Regions from separate parts of the Sus scrofa genome. Here region 1 is linked to region 2. Evidence: chromatin contacts called from public HiChIP or PLAC-seq data. All regions are on one chromosome and are shown on one strand. The core of a region is the stretch at or near the end of the contact, and the rest is flanking DNA. Distances in the headings are between cores, read along the strand shown.

Region 1 (6,774 bases), core at 696-3,195, 250 kb after region 2:
CTGCCCATTCCCTCTGGCCTTGCTGAGCTGGGGGCTGGGCTGGCTCTGCCTCTGGGGACCTCCCACTCCACCAGGTTCCTGGGGGGCATTTCCCTCCCATCACACTCCCAGCCCAGCTGCCCAACGTAGCTACTTCTTGGATGTCCTTAACTTTGTATTTAAAAAAAAAAAAAAAAAAAAAGGAGTTCCCGTCATGGTGCAGAATCCGACTAGGAAACATGAGGTTGTGAGTTCAATCCCTGGCCTTGCTCAGTGGGTTAAGGATCTGGCATTGCCATGAGCTGTGGTGTAGGTTGCAGACGCAGCTCAGATCCCACGTTGCTGTGGCTCTGGCATAGGCCAGGGGCTATGACTCCGATTCGACCCCTAGCCTGGGAACCTCCACGTGCAGAGGGAGCGGCCCTAGAAAAGGCAAAAAGACAAAAAGACCAAGAAAAAAAAAAAAAAAAAAAAAAAGATGTTCCTTTAGCTTTTCATTTCAGGTACTAACTGCTCCTTGAAAGCTGCAGATCATGGGCCTCACTTCTTGGATCAGGAGAGGCAGGATGTACTATTACTCGCAGCAAGTCACATAGGCAGGATTTATTATTACTTGCAGGGCATTCCCAAATGGCAAAATTAGATACATTTTAAGCCAAGGGTACTTGCATATTCATGAGGGGCTCGGGGCGGCAGGCAGAGCTCAAGCTTAGGTTGCTTGAAAGCCAGGAAAGGCCAACAGCATCATCCCTTAGATTCCCGTTGATCTGGTGGTTGAACATCCAAAAGGGACTTAAATTCAGGACTGGGCTTTAGGCGAGTCTTTACCGTTGAAATAGAACGGAGAGTCTTTACGGCTGATGATTTTGATCTTTGCTATCTTACCTCTCTTGCCTGATATGTTTTTCCCTTTATTCTCTTAAGATCCTTACTGAGGCCTGTTCAAGGATCAGCACCCTGGCCAGGCTTAGATCACAGAATGGCTCAGGCCCCGCCTGGCTTCTCTTCCATCAAGGAAGTGAGGCCTGGGGCGTTCCCCTGGTGGCGCAGCACATTGACGGTTTGGCGTTGTCACTGCAGGGGCCCCAGTCACTGCTGTGGCATGGGTTTGGACTCTGGCCCTGGAACTTCTGCATACCATGGGCACAGCCAAAAAAAGTGGGGGGGGGATGCTTAGTTCTCTTTCTCCAAGGCCCCCCTACCCCATCTGCTTACATAACAAACACTTTTTGAGTATAATGTTATATTAATATTATACTTTAAGTATTCATCCTAAAAAAAAATTATTCATTGTTTAAATGAAATTCAGATTTAACTGGGCATCCTGTGTTTTTATGTGCTAAATCTGGCAACCCCACTGAAATCCCCCTAATCCTGCCCACAGGCTGTGCTGGAGCTTTTTTCTTTTCTTTTCTTTTTTTTTTTTTTTTTTGTCTTTTTAGGGCTGTACCCAAGGCATATGGAAGTTCCCAGGCTAGGGGTTGAATCAGAGCTGTAGCTGCTGGCCTGCACCACAGCCACCGCAACACAGGATCCAAGCCGCATCTGTGACCTACACCCCAGCTCATGGCAACGCCAGATCCTCCACCCACCGAGCAAGGCCGGGACCAAACCCCCATCCTCTTGCGTACTAGTCGGGTTTGTTACTGCTGAGGCATGACTGGAACTCCCGCACCGGACGTTTCATCAAACACTTTCAAGAGGTCTTTCATTTCCTACGGTTTCTGACCCACGCCCAAGCCGTCTTGCAGAGGTCCTGGGAGTGGCGGCAGCACAGGCCCTGCTCCTCACTGTGGGCAAGGCTTTGCCAGGCCAGAGCCGACGTGCAGGTGCATGAGGCACACAGGACCCAAGGGACCCTCAGGTCAGTCAAGAAGCTGGTTAGCTGCATGGGCTGGGCCTACTGGGCCGGTGCCTGAGAAAAACAGCCTAACAGACTCAGCCTCCGCAGAGGCCTGCATGTCTGGGAGGAGCCCTTCATGACGACAGAGGAAGCATTTGGCTGGAGGCGGGGGGCAGTCCTGAGCGGTAGATGAGAGCCTGGGCCCTGGTGCTCACGGGCTGGGTGGCCCTCACTGCCCTGAGCTTCAGGCTCCCATGGGTAACCTGCAGATATACTCACCCCCAGGGTCGTTGGGAAGAATTTGTATGTCAAATTTTTGCAATTAGAAGGCATTTCAAAAATAGGAATTACTGAAAGTTCCATTGTGATGTGGTGGGTTAAGGATCCAGCCTTGCTGCAGCTGTGGCACAGGAAGCAGGGGTGGCGTGGATTCGATCCCTGGCCCTGGAACTTCCACATGCGGCAAAAAAAAAAAAAATTATTTGTAAGTGTCCTTTGTTGTATATATCTGTCTCCTCTGTGAGACTGTGGGCCCTTGAGGCCAGGAAGCCTGTCATCTCGGCATCAGCCCAGGGCCTGGCAGAGGGCAGGGCTGGGAAGCATCAAAGGAGCAGGAGTTAGGCTGTCTTCACCAGCTGACAAAGGTCACAGAATTAGCAAGAGAGAGCTCTTTCTCTGAGTTAAGCTTCTGGGAGGGGCAAGCCCTTGATGAGGGGCCAGATCCAGACCTCGAGAAGCCCCGAGTCCTAAGTGTGAAGAACAGCAGAGTCAGCAGAACCCTCTGGGTGATTTTTCTCCAGCTCTCAATCCCACTCCCCCCATCTTTTTTTGTGCATGTGATCCAGCTTTGCTGATGCATTAAGTATAAGCGTTATCTATTTATGACGTGATCCAGGACTGGGAGCTGAGGCTGGGGCATCTCCCTGCTGGATATCTGCCGGGCCCTCCTGCAGCCCTCTGGCACCTTCTGCCCCTCAGGATAGTCAGGACTGCTCCTCCACAGTCTGGCAGAACCAGGGTCACTGCCCACCCACCCATTCTGGGATGTCCTGGGCCAGAAGCCCAGGACTTCTAAGGTGGATTATGAAAGAGGAAGAGGTGAAGGGCAGACACCCCTGCTCCCAGGAGACAGTGGGGCTTCTGAGGACCCTGAGTCGTGGCTGGGCCAGCTGACTCCTGGTTTGACGTCAGGATGGGTGTGGCTCCATCACAGGCCACCCAGCACAGGCCTCGTCTGGGCTTTGCAAAATAAACACCGTCAGCAGCCCTGGCCACACGAAGGCCAGGCCCCTCCCGACTCAGACCTCCAGGCTGCCCAGGCCCACATCTCTCTAACTGCAATGGAGCCAGGTCAGGCCAGGACAGAGGTAAATCAGGGGAGTCCAAGGAGGATGGAACCAACTTGCAGATCAGAAGGGCTGTTCTTCTGCCAGGGGCACACAAGCCAGAGACCCACCCACATTCATATCCCAGGTGCCCTTCCGCAGAGAGGGAGGAGATGGGGCTGGAAAGCTGAGAATAAGCTGCCCAAGTGACATCATCTAGAGGAATGATTTTTTTGTGTGTGTGGTCTTTTTAGGTCCGCACCCGAAGCATATGGAGGTTCCCACCCCAGGGGTTGAATCGGAGCAGTAGCTGCTGGCCTACACCACAGCCACAGCAACGTGGGATCTGAGCCGAATCTGCGGACTTCACCACAGCTCACAGCAACACCAGATCCTTAACCCACTGAGCGAGGCCAGGGATCAAACCTGAGGCTTCATGGATACTAGTTGGGTTCGTTACCGCTGAGCCACGATGGGAACTCCTAGAGGAATACTTTAAACTAACGCACCAGATGGAGTTCCCTGGCAGGTTAAGGATCTGATATTGTCATTGCTGTGCCATGGGTTCTATCCCTGGCTCAGGAACTTCTGCAAGCTGTGGGCGTGGCCTAAAAATAAAATTAAATTTAAAAAATAAACTAATGCATCAGCATCAGGTCTCTGGAATGGACAAAAGGCATTTTGCTTTTCTGTGGAGGGTAGCTTACTGGGAGGATTGGATCTACCCTGTACAATATTTTATGTATTTATTTATTTTGATCATGCTCGTGGCATGCAGAAGTTCCTGGGCCAGGGATCGAACCCGAGCCACAGCTGCAACCAGAGCTACAGCAATGCCAAAGCTGGATCCTTAACAAGCTGAGCCACAAGGGAACTCCTATACATAATTTTGAGTTATTTTCTTCGCAAGTCTGAGTTGTGGTGTGGATTCATTTGGGACCCTGTGGCGAATGGAGAAAGTGTTTCCAAAAACTCAAGAAATACGGAGTCATATAGGCCACCGAGGGAACCCAGGGTGTTTTGAGGACACTTCTGAGGCTGGTGTCCATGGCAGCATACTTTTACATCTGTTGCGAAGTGGACTTGAGCCATGTCACAGAGATCTTATGAGTTCTCTCTGTTTGGTTGTTCTAGCAACAAGCTGTCTCATTGTGGCCACATGTCAGGGGCCAGAGGACCTAAGCTCAGGGTTTCAGGTGGCCACAGCTCTGAGGGCAGCTATGTGAGGCTGTAGGGAGTCCCACTGCTGGAGGGCTGGCGGGGGTCCCACTGACCACAGCTGAAATAGCCCTCCACACCCAACCCTCTCTCTGAAGTGGGTCATCCTGGACCCATTTCAAGTGTCTGGTGGGATCTTCGATAAACATGCTTCATCCTTTTTCAAAGGACGGCCAAGACCCTCACACAGGCTCCTGGGCTTGTTTTAGGAAGACCCTTGGAGATCACGCTGTCTGTATCTCCCCTGCCAGTGTGGGAACTTTGTCACTCAAGAGTGAGGCTGTTACAGTAACAAAGGCTCTTCCTCCCCCTCCATCCTCTTACATCGGGGGTGCTGGTTATATGCGCTGACCTGAAATAAACAGAATGCCGGATGTTTCTCCAGCAAAACTGGGTTTATTCAGGATCACCAGAGAATTGCAGTTCAGGGTCTGTAACCATGGCGAGCCATGGACAAGTCCCTTCACAGCACGGGATGGAGAACACTTTTGTCTTATTTATTTATTTATTTATTTATTTATTTATTTATTTATTTTTGCCTTTTCTAAGGCCGCACCCACGGCATATGGAGGTTCTCAGGCTAGGGGTCCAATCGGAGCTGTGGCTGATGGCCTACACCCGAGCCCCAGCAACGCAGGATCTGAGCTGCATCTGAGACCTACACCACAGCTCACAGCAACGCCGGATCCTTAACCCACTGAGCAAGGTCAGGGATCGAACTCACAACCTCATGGTTCCTAGTCAGATTCGTTAACCACTGAGCCACGACGGGAGCTCCAAGAGTACTTTTATAGAGGGAAAAGGAAGGTGGGAGGGCACGAGTGAGTCCTGGCCAGGAAAGGGGAGGAGTCTTTCTGCTTCCTGCTGGGCTCTGCAGGGCGTGAACGCTCTCCTTCCGATCTCCGGTCTCTGTTCACTGAGATTTCTGTTTATTACTTTTTTTTTACATATTCCATTTGCCACACTTTCCTTGCCCTGATCTGCCCCGGGAAGCTGACAGACTCAGACTGTATCATCCACGTGCCTCTGCCCACTGGCTGCTTGCCTTTGGTCCATGGGAGGCGTGAGCAGAGGATGGCAGGGCAGGAAAAGAGACAGGGCAAGGTGTGCATCTCCATCACTAAACACACACACATAGGAACGCACACTCCTTACAGGTGACACAATTCCCTCCCTTGGTCCCTTCAGCCTGGAACTGTTGATACGTCCTCTGATGCTGGTTCTAAGGGCTTGACCTCCTTTCGGCTCCCTTAACTCCACCCACACCTCTGATGAGTCCTTAATTCTTTTTCAGCTAAACCTTTGTGAGTTCCCGGCAGGAACCTAGCCCAGAGAGGGCCTCACTGCTTTTCTAACACACTGGGCATCCCAGGGCCTCCTCAGTGGGTCAGGAAAAGCCCCAGGCTAAAGACCGGGTCTTCCGGGCAATGCTGGTGCTATACGTTGCATTTCTCAGATTCCCTTTCCCTAGGCTCTCTGGAGTCTGATTACCTGAGAAGATTTGGAAGCTGCTGCCTCTGTCCGAGCCTGTCTGCACTCAGTGATCACCTTCCCCTAATTCTAAGACCTTTCTTCTTCTTCTCCTTCTTCCTCTTTTTTAGGGCTGCACCTGCAGCATATGGAAGTTCCCCGGCTAGGGGTCACATCGGAGCTGCCAGCCTATGCCACAACCACAGCAACACCAGATCCGAGCTGTACCCATCACCTCCACCACAGCTCTCGGCAACACTGGACCCTTTAACCCACTGAAGCGAGGCCAGGGATTGAATATAAATCCTCAGGGCTACTAGTCGAGTTCTTAACCTACCTGAGCCACAGTGCGAACTCCTCTAAGACCTCTCTATCATGGATGCTTTGGCAAAGTCATCGTAACCTTTTAGGAGCCAAACCCATCAGATCTATCCCAGGAATCTGGGAAGACATGGCATCACCTTGAGCATCAGCATCATTGCCACTACCTCAAAACCATGGCTGGAATAGCACTGAGGTCAAGTTCGGGTCACATGTGGCTGAGATTGGGGCACACAGGGCTCCAGAACAACCAACGGAACTTTATACCTTGCACACCTGCAAACTGAAAGCTGAGAGCTTGCTCACTTTCCACCCCACAGGATTATTCTAGACGTAGCTCAGTTCTCAGGTGTCACCTCTGCTGTGAAGTCTCCTTCCGTCAGCAGGAGGCATCAATTATGGATTGCGTGCCCTTGGGGTCTGGGGACACATATATCATGTTGGTTACTGGCTTCTCTGCCGATCCCCGAATTCCCAGTCAGGACTTGGATCAGGCAAGTCAACATTTTCTAGATGTCCCTGAGTATGTCTTACAAAACATGCGTCAAATGTAATCTGCCCACAATGAAGACCAAGGAATTCACCCAGTCAATTTCATTTGCATTTCCTGAAGACCAG
Region 2 (6,751 bases), core at 3,211-5,710:
TGGTTGCCAGCCCTCAGGGAATTTAATTTTTCTTTTCGGATCTTTTTTTTTTTTTAATATTTTTTATTTCTGGTTGGTGAAACCTGCACATGTGTGGAATCCATGAATATAGATGGCTGACTTGAGTATCCTGTGTGATAAAAGAATATTTTGATCTCAAACTAGGTTTTGCTTTAAATCTGTAATGGTATGGCTAAGGATATTTACTCTAGTAGGTATTGGATATGCATGTAAATTGGTTTATATGTTATTAAACCCACAATTAAATTATTGCTTTAAATAGCCATATGTATTTTGAAGAAATTAAGGGGGAAAAATAGTCCTTTGTACTTCTGGTGCTTTCTGATCTGAGCTTCTGTCTGGTATCATTTGTCTTTAGCCTAAGAATTTTTTCTTTAATTTTTAATTTTTTTATTAAAGTATATTTACTTTACAATGTTGTGCCAATTTCTGCTATATAGCAAAGTGGCCCAGTCATTCATGTATATACATTCCCTTTCTTGCATCATCTTCCATGGTGGTCTATCCCAACAGACTGGAGGCGTCCATCCCACTCCCTCCCTCCACCTCTCTGTTCTCTGTGAGTCTATTTCTGTTTTGTAAATAGATTTACTTGTACCATATTTTATTTTATTATTTTATTATTTTTTTTTATTTTTTTGCCTTTTCTAGGGCATTTCCTTCGGCATATGGAGGTTCCCAGGCTAGGGGTCCAATCGGAGCTGTAGCCACCAGCCTACACCAGAGCCATAGCAACTCGGGATCTGAGCCACGTCAGCGACCTACACCACAGCTCACGGCAATGCGGATCCTTAAGCCACTGAGCAAGGCCGGGATTCGATCCCACAACCTCACTGTTCTTAGTTGGGATTTCGTTAACCACTGAGCCACAACGGGAACCCCCTACGATATTTTAGATTCCACAGATAAGTGGTCTCATATGGTATTTGTCTCTTCCTGACTTCACTTAGTATGAGAATCTCTAGTTTGCATCCATGTTGCTGCATCTTTTTTTTTTTTTTTTTTTTTTTTTTGGTCTTTTTAGGGCCATATGCATAGCATATGTAAGTTCCTAGGCTGGGGGTTGAATTGGAGCTGCTGCTGCCAACCTACGCCAGAGCCACAGCAATGTGGGATCCAAGCTGAGTCTTCGACCCACACCGCAGCTCACGGCAATGCCAGATCCTTAACCCACCGAGCAAGGCCAGGGATTGAACCTGCAACCCCATGATTCCTAGTCGGATTTTTTAACCACTGCGCCACAACAGGAACTTCCCCTTTTTGTAATGTTTTTCCTTGAGCTGTTTTCAGGATTTTCTCTTTGGTTTTCAGCTCTTTCATTATGATATGTGGGGTTTTGGTTTTGTTTTTCCTTTTTTATCTTGCCTGGGGTTCACTGAGCATCTTGAACCTGTAAATCTTGCTTTCATCAAGTTAAGGGGAATTTCTGGCCATTGTTTCTTCAGATAATTTTTCTACCTCATTCTTTCTCTTTCCTTCCCTCCACTAACTTTTCTAGCAAGTTAAGAGAAAAGAATAGCTTATTTGCTATCCATATATCGTGGGGGCGGGGGTTGGCCACCCTGTGACATACGGACTTCCCAGGGATCAGATCAGATTGGAAATCAGTATTGGTCTGTGTTCAGATTTGTTTTACCTCCAACTTACTGTTAAATGCATCCGGTGGGAATTTTTAAAGATATTTTTCAGTTTTAGAACTCTGTTATTTATAGTTTTGCTTTTTTTCCTTGCTGAAATTTTTATTTTTTTCACTTTTTAGCAAGTTTTTCCTTTCATCTTTGAGCACAGTTATAATAGCTGCTTGAAGATCTTTGCTACTTCTAACCTGGGTCATCTTGGGATTGGTCTTTTATTCATTGATTTTTTTTTCCCCCTTTAATCTAGGTCAGACTTTCCTGTTTCCACATGTCTGGTAATTTCAATTGTGTTCCAGTCTTTATTATTAATACATTGAAAATACTCTATAGATTCTGTTTATGTTCCTATGGGGAATATTATTTCTTTTGTTTGTTTTTTGTTCTCATGGAACTCAAACTCCAAATTCCTGTAACTTTTGTGGAGGTCAGCTGCAGACATTTCTACTTAGTCCTTTTAGCCATAATTGGGCCGCTTGGAGTCAACCCCACATGTATACAGTTCATGGATTGTTTAAAAATCTGAGCAGAATTTAGTATAGAATTTATGTACAGTTTGTTTTCCATTGCCTTCATTTTATATTTTGTCCCAAGTTTATGGTTACCTGCAGGAGGGTTTGGTCTGATAGGAACTACTTCTCCAATTACAAGGAAATGTATGAGATTGACTAGAACAGTAACTATATACTTTAATTCATTTTTTTCTCTACAAAATCTTTCACATTGAAGTTGCTTAGTAAAAGCTTACCGAATTAATGGAAAGATGAATGTTCCCTCACTTTGTGAGAATTGTTAATGAATCCAGCTTTTCTAGCAAGTTAAGAGAAAAGAATAGCTTATTTACTATCCATATATCTTCCATATATCTTGGGGGGGTGTTTTTTGGCCACCCTGCTACATATGGACTTCCCAGGGATCAGATCTGAGCTGTAGTGGCCAGCCACCTAAGCTGCAGTTGCAGCAATGCTGGATACTTACTAACCCACTGTGCTGGGCAGGGGATTGAACCCATGGGTTCTCCTGTGTATCTTTTTTGATGTAGTATTTGTTTAGACCTTTGGCCCATTTTTAAAGTGGGTTGATTATTCTCTTATTGTTTTTAAGAGCTTTTGATATATTCTAGGTACAAATCCTGTATCTGATGTGATTTACAAATACTTTTCTCCTGTGGTTTGCCTTTCCTTTCTCTTATCAGTATCTTTTGTAGAGCTTGTTTTTGTTATTAAAGTCAAATTTTTAGACTTCAGTTTTTCTTTATGGACTCTGCTTTTGATGTTGATTAAGAAACTCATTACTGGAGTTCCCATCGTGGCTCAGTGGAAACGAATCCGACTAGGAACCATGAGGTTGCGGGTTTGATCCCTGGCCTCACTCCGTGGGTTAAGGATCTGGTGTTGCCATGAGCTGTGGTGTAGGTTGTAGATGTGGCTCGGATCTGACGTTGCTGTGGCTGTGGTGTAGGCCAGCAGTTGTAGCTCTGATTAGAACCCCTAGCCCAGGAACCTCCATATGCCGCTGGTGCCACCCTAAAAAAAGGCAAAAAATAACAATAAAAAAAATAAACTCATTACCAAATTAGTTCCCTGGTAGCCTAGCAGTAAGGATTCGGCTTTGTCACTGCCATGACTTGAGAACTTTTACATGCTAAGGGCATGGCCAAAAAAAAAACGACCCTCATTACTAAACACAAAGTCACACAAAACTTTTCTGTTTTTTTTAGGTTGATAATGTTGAGTACCTTTATCTGTATGATGAATTTGAGTTAATTTTTATATCAAGGTGTGTATTGAGGTTCTTTTTTTGCATATGGACATCTAATTGTTCAGGTACCATTTGATGAAACAGTTGAAGAGTTCTTTCCTTTCTTTTCCTTTCCTCCCCTCCCCCCTTTTTTGGCTGTACCTGTGGCATGTGGAAGTTCCCAGGCCAGAGATTAAACCATAACACAGCAGTGACAACATTGTGTCTTTAACCTGATGAGCTACCAGGGAACTCCCAAGAGCTTTTTCTAATAGCTATTTTTTTAATGTTTATTTACCCAGCACTGTTTAAGTGTTTTATGTTATATAATTCAGTTTTCATGGCATATCATGTGGAAGCTGCTACTGCTATCTTCCCATGAGGAAATAGAGGAAAAATAATGTAGGTTAGTTGTCCAGAGTTATAGAACTACTAGCTACCAGAATTATAATTTGAATACAATTCTGTCCTCCTGAAGCCACATTAAGGAGTTTGAACTTTGAGTCAAGGATTAAAATACAGGAATCATATGACCAGAGTACAGTTTAGGAAAGAGATGTGTTACATTTTGGAAATTAGATTGTAGGATGGGGAGATAGAGGATTGCAGTATTTTAGGTTAGAGATGATGGTGGTCTGATCAACCAAACAAGTGGAAAATGGATAGATTTGAGAGGTAGGAGGTTGACATAAGAAAGGGAAGAATTAAGTTATAAGTGGACAATAAAAAAGAGTAAGGTTGAAATTTCCTGTGGTATCTTCAGGGAATGTGAGGAAGGCGATAATCGGAAATTTGAAGAGGAGAGAGATTTGGTTTATAAATACAAATGTGGGCGTGAGGTCCTAAGCATTATGCAGTCCTCAAAGCACTGGGGAATGAATGAGATTTCTTGGGATAAATGATGGTATTCTAAGAAACACTAGCATTTAAGATTTGAGTGGAAGATAGGAGTAAGTGAAGAAGCAACTAGACACATAGGAGAGTAAAAAGAATTGTAAGAGAAAGCCTAGCTAACTGAGCAATATTACAGGAAGGGAGGAGTGCTTTGTAGTATCAAGTATTATGCAACTGGAGAGAGAAGGAGAGAGGGGGGGAAGGATAGAGAACTGACTGGGGAAGAGAATAAATGGGATTATATGGTAAGGTCCCTGAATTTGAAGGCAGTGAATTTAGTGGCTTCGTTTTTTTTGTTTTGTTTTGTTTTGTCTTTTTGCCTTTTCTTGAGCCCCTTCCGCGGCATATGGAGGTTCCCAGGCTAGGGGTCTAATCCGAGCTGTAGCTATCGGCCTACTCCAGAGCCACAGCAACGTGGGATCCAAGCTGCATCTGCAACCTTCACAGCAGTGCACAGCAACACTGGATCCTTAACCCACTGAGCAAGGCCAGGGATCGAACCCACAACGTCCTGGTTCCTAGTCAGATTCATTAACCACTGCGCCACGACGGGAACTCCTAGTGGCTTCAGTTTTGAATGGTTTTCTCCAGCAGTACTTAACACTAGGAGGCAAAGAGCCTCTCACTCAAGAAGGTATTAATTGTCATATGAAAGGTAAAAAGCAATTTAAACTGTTAGAAATGCTTAGAAAAATCTGCTTTAGTTTGAGAAGGGAAAAGGATTATTCTTCTTTTTAATTGGAATATGATTGATTTGCAGTATTAATTTCAGGTGTACAGCATAGTGATTCATTATTTTTACAGATTTAACTCCATTGAAAGTTATTACAAAATAATGGCTATAATTCTCTGTGTTATAAGTACAGTGTATCCTTGTTGCTTACCTATTTTATACATGGTAGTTTGTATTTCTTTTTTTAAATTACTCAATGAATTTTATTACATTTATAGTTGTACAGTGATCATCACAACCAAATTTTATAGCATTTTTATCCCAAACCCCCAGCACATCCCCTGCCCCCTCAACCTGTCTTATTTGGAAACCACAAGTTTTTCAAAGTCTGTGAGTCATTATCTGTTCTGCAAAGAAGTTCACTGTATCCTTTTTTTGATTCTGCATGTAAATGATAGCAGTTGATGTTTATATCTAACTGTCTGACTGATTTCACTTAGCATGATAATTTCTTTTTTCAATTTTAATTATTTTTATTTTTTTCTATTATAGCTTGTTTACAGTGTTCTGTCAGTTTTCTACTGTACAGCAAGGTGACCCAGTCACACATACATATATATATACATTCTTTTTTCTCACATTATCATGCTCCATCATAAGTGACTAGATATAGTTCCCAGTGCTATACAGCAGGATCTCATTGCTTATCCATTCCAAAGGCAATAGTTTGCATCTATTAACCCCAAGTTCCCAGTCCATCTCACTTCCTCGCCTTCCTCCTCGACAACCACAAGTCTGTGCTCCAAGTGTATGATTTTCTTTTCAGTGGAAAGGTTCATTTGTGTCGTATATTAGATTCCAGATATAAGTGATATATGGTATTTGTCTTTCTCTTTCTAACTTACTTCACTTAGTATGAGAGTCTCTAGTTCTATCCATGTTGCTGCAAATGGAATTATGTCGTTCTTTTGTATGGCTGAGTAGTATTCCATTATGTACGTACCACATCTTCTTTATCCACTCCTCTGTTGATAGACATTTAGGTTGTTTCCATGTCTTGGCTAAATAAAATGGCAATAAGAACATACATATCAATAATTACCTTACATGTGGATGGACTAAATGTCCCAACCAAAAGACATAGACTGGATGAATGGATACAAAAACAAGATCCATATATATGTTGTCTTCCAAACTGAAAGTGAGAGGATTGAAGAAAATATTCCATAAAAATGGGAATCAAAAGAAAGCTGGAGTAGCAATACTCATATCAGACAAAATAGACCTTAAAAGAAAGAATGTTATAAAAGACAAAGGACATTACATAAATGATCAAAGAAAGGATCAATCCAAGAAGATACAGCAATTGTAAATATATATGCACCCAACATAAGATCACCTCAATATATAAGGCAACTGCTAACAACCTTAAAAGGAGAAATTGACAATAACACAATAATGACAGGGGACTTTAATACCCCACTTACAGCAGTGGATGGAGCCTCCAGATAGAAAATCAACCAGGAAACACAGACTCTAAATGAAGCATTAGACCAGATGGATCTAATAGATATTTATAGGACATTTCATCCAAAAGGAGAATACACATTCTTCTCAAGTGCACACAGAACATTCTCTAGGATTGATCACATTCTGAGCCACAAATCAAGATTCAGTAACTTGAAGAAAATTGAAGTCATATCATGCATCTTTTCTGACTACAGCACTATACGACTGGAAATCAACCACAAGAAGAAAACTGCAAAAAAACACAAACACATGGAGACTA

The links. HiChIP or PLAC-seq counts read pairs in DNA pulled down with a chosen protein or histone mark.
Region 1: an H3K27ac HiChIP or PLAC-seq map of alveolar macrophages shows a contact between it and region 2. The contact joins two enhancer-like sites. A contact is called at or near these places in 1 of 5 promoter capture datasets (liver), 6 of 47 Hi-C or Micro-C datasets (alveolar macrophages, embryonic fibroblasts, heart right ventricle and 2 more) and 1 of 2 datasets of contacts at active chromatin or transcription factors (alveolar macrophages).

The regions. Positions count from the first base shown.
Region 1 is chr3:118,123,911-118,130,684 of Sscrofa11.1, forward strand. No RefSeq gene overlaps it. Among named protein-coding and RNA genes, the nearest start is that of LAPTM4A, 25 kb to the right of the region's middle. Within about 2 kb of position 1,946, at least 12 of the 83 cell types and tissues checked have an H3K27ac peak or open chromatin away from gene starts, as enhancers often do. A contact at or near this core is called in alveolar macrophages, where this site is marked.
Region 2 is chr3:117,875,076-117,881,826 of Sscrofa11.1, forward strand. All of the region lies in intron 1 of PUM2 (pumilio homolog 2), which reads left to right. Among named protein-coding and RNA genes, the nearest start is that of PUM2, 21 kb to the left of the region's middle. Within about 2 kb of position 4,461, at least 1 of the 83 cell types and tissues checked has an H3K27ac peak or open chromatin away from gene starts, as enhancers often do. A contact at or near this core is called in alveolar macrophages, where this site is marked.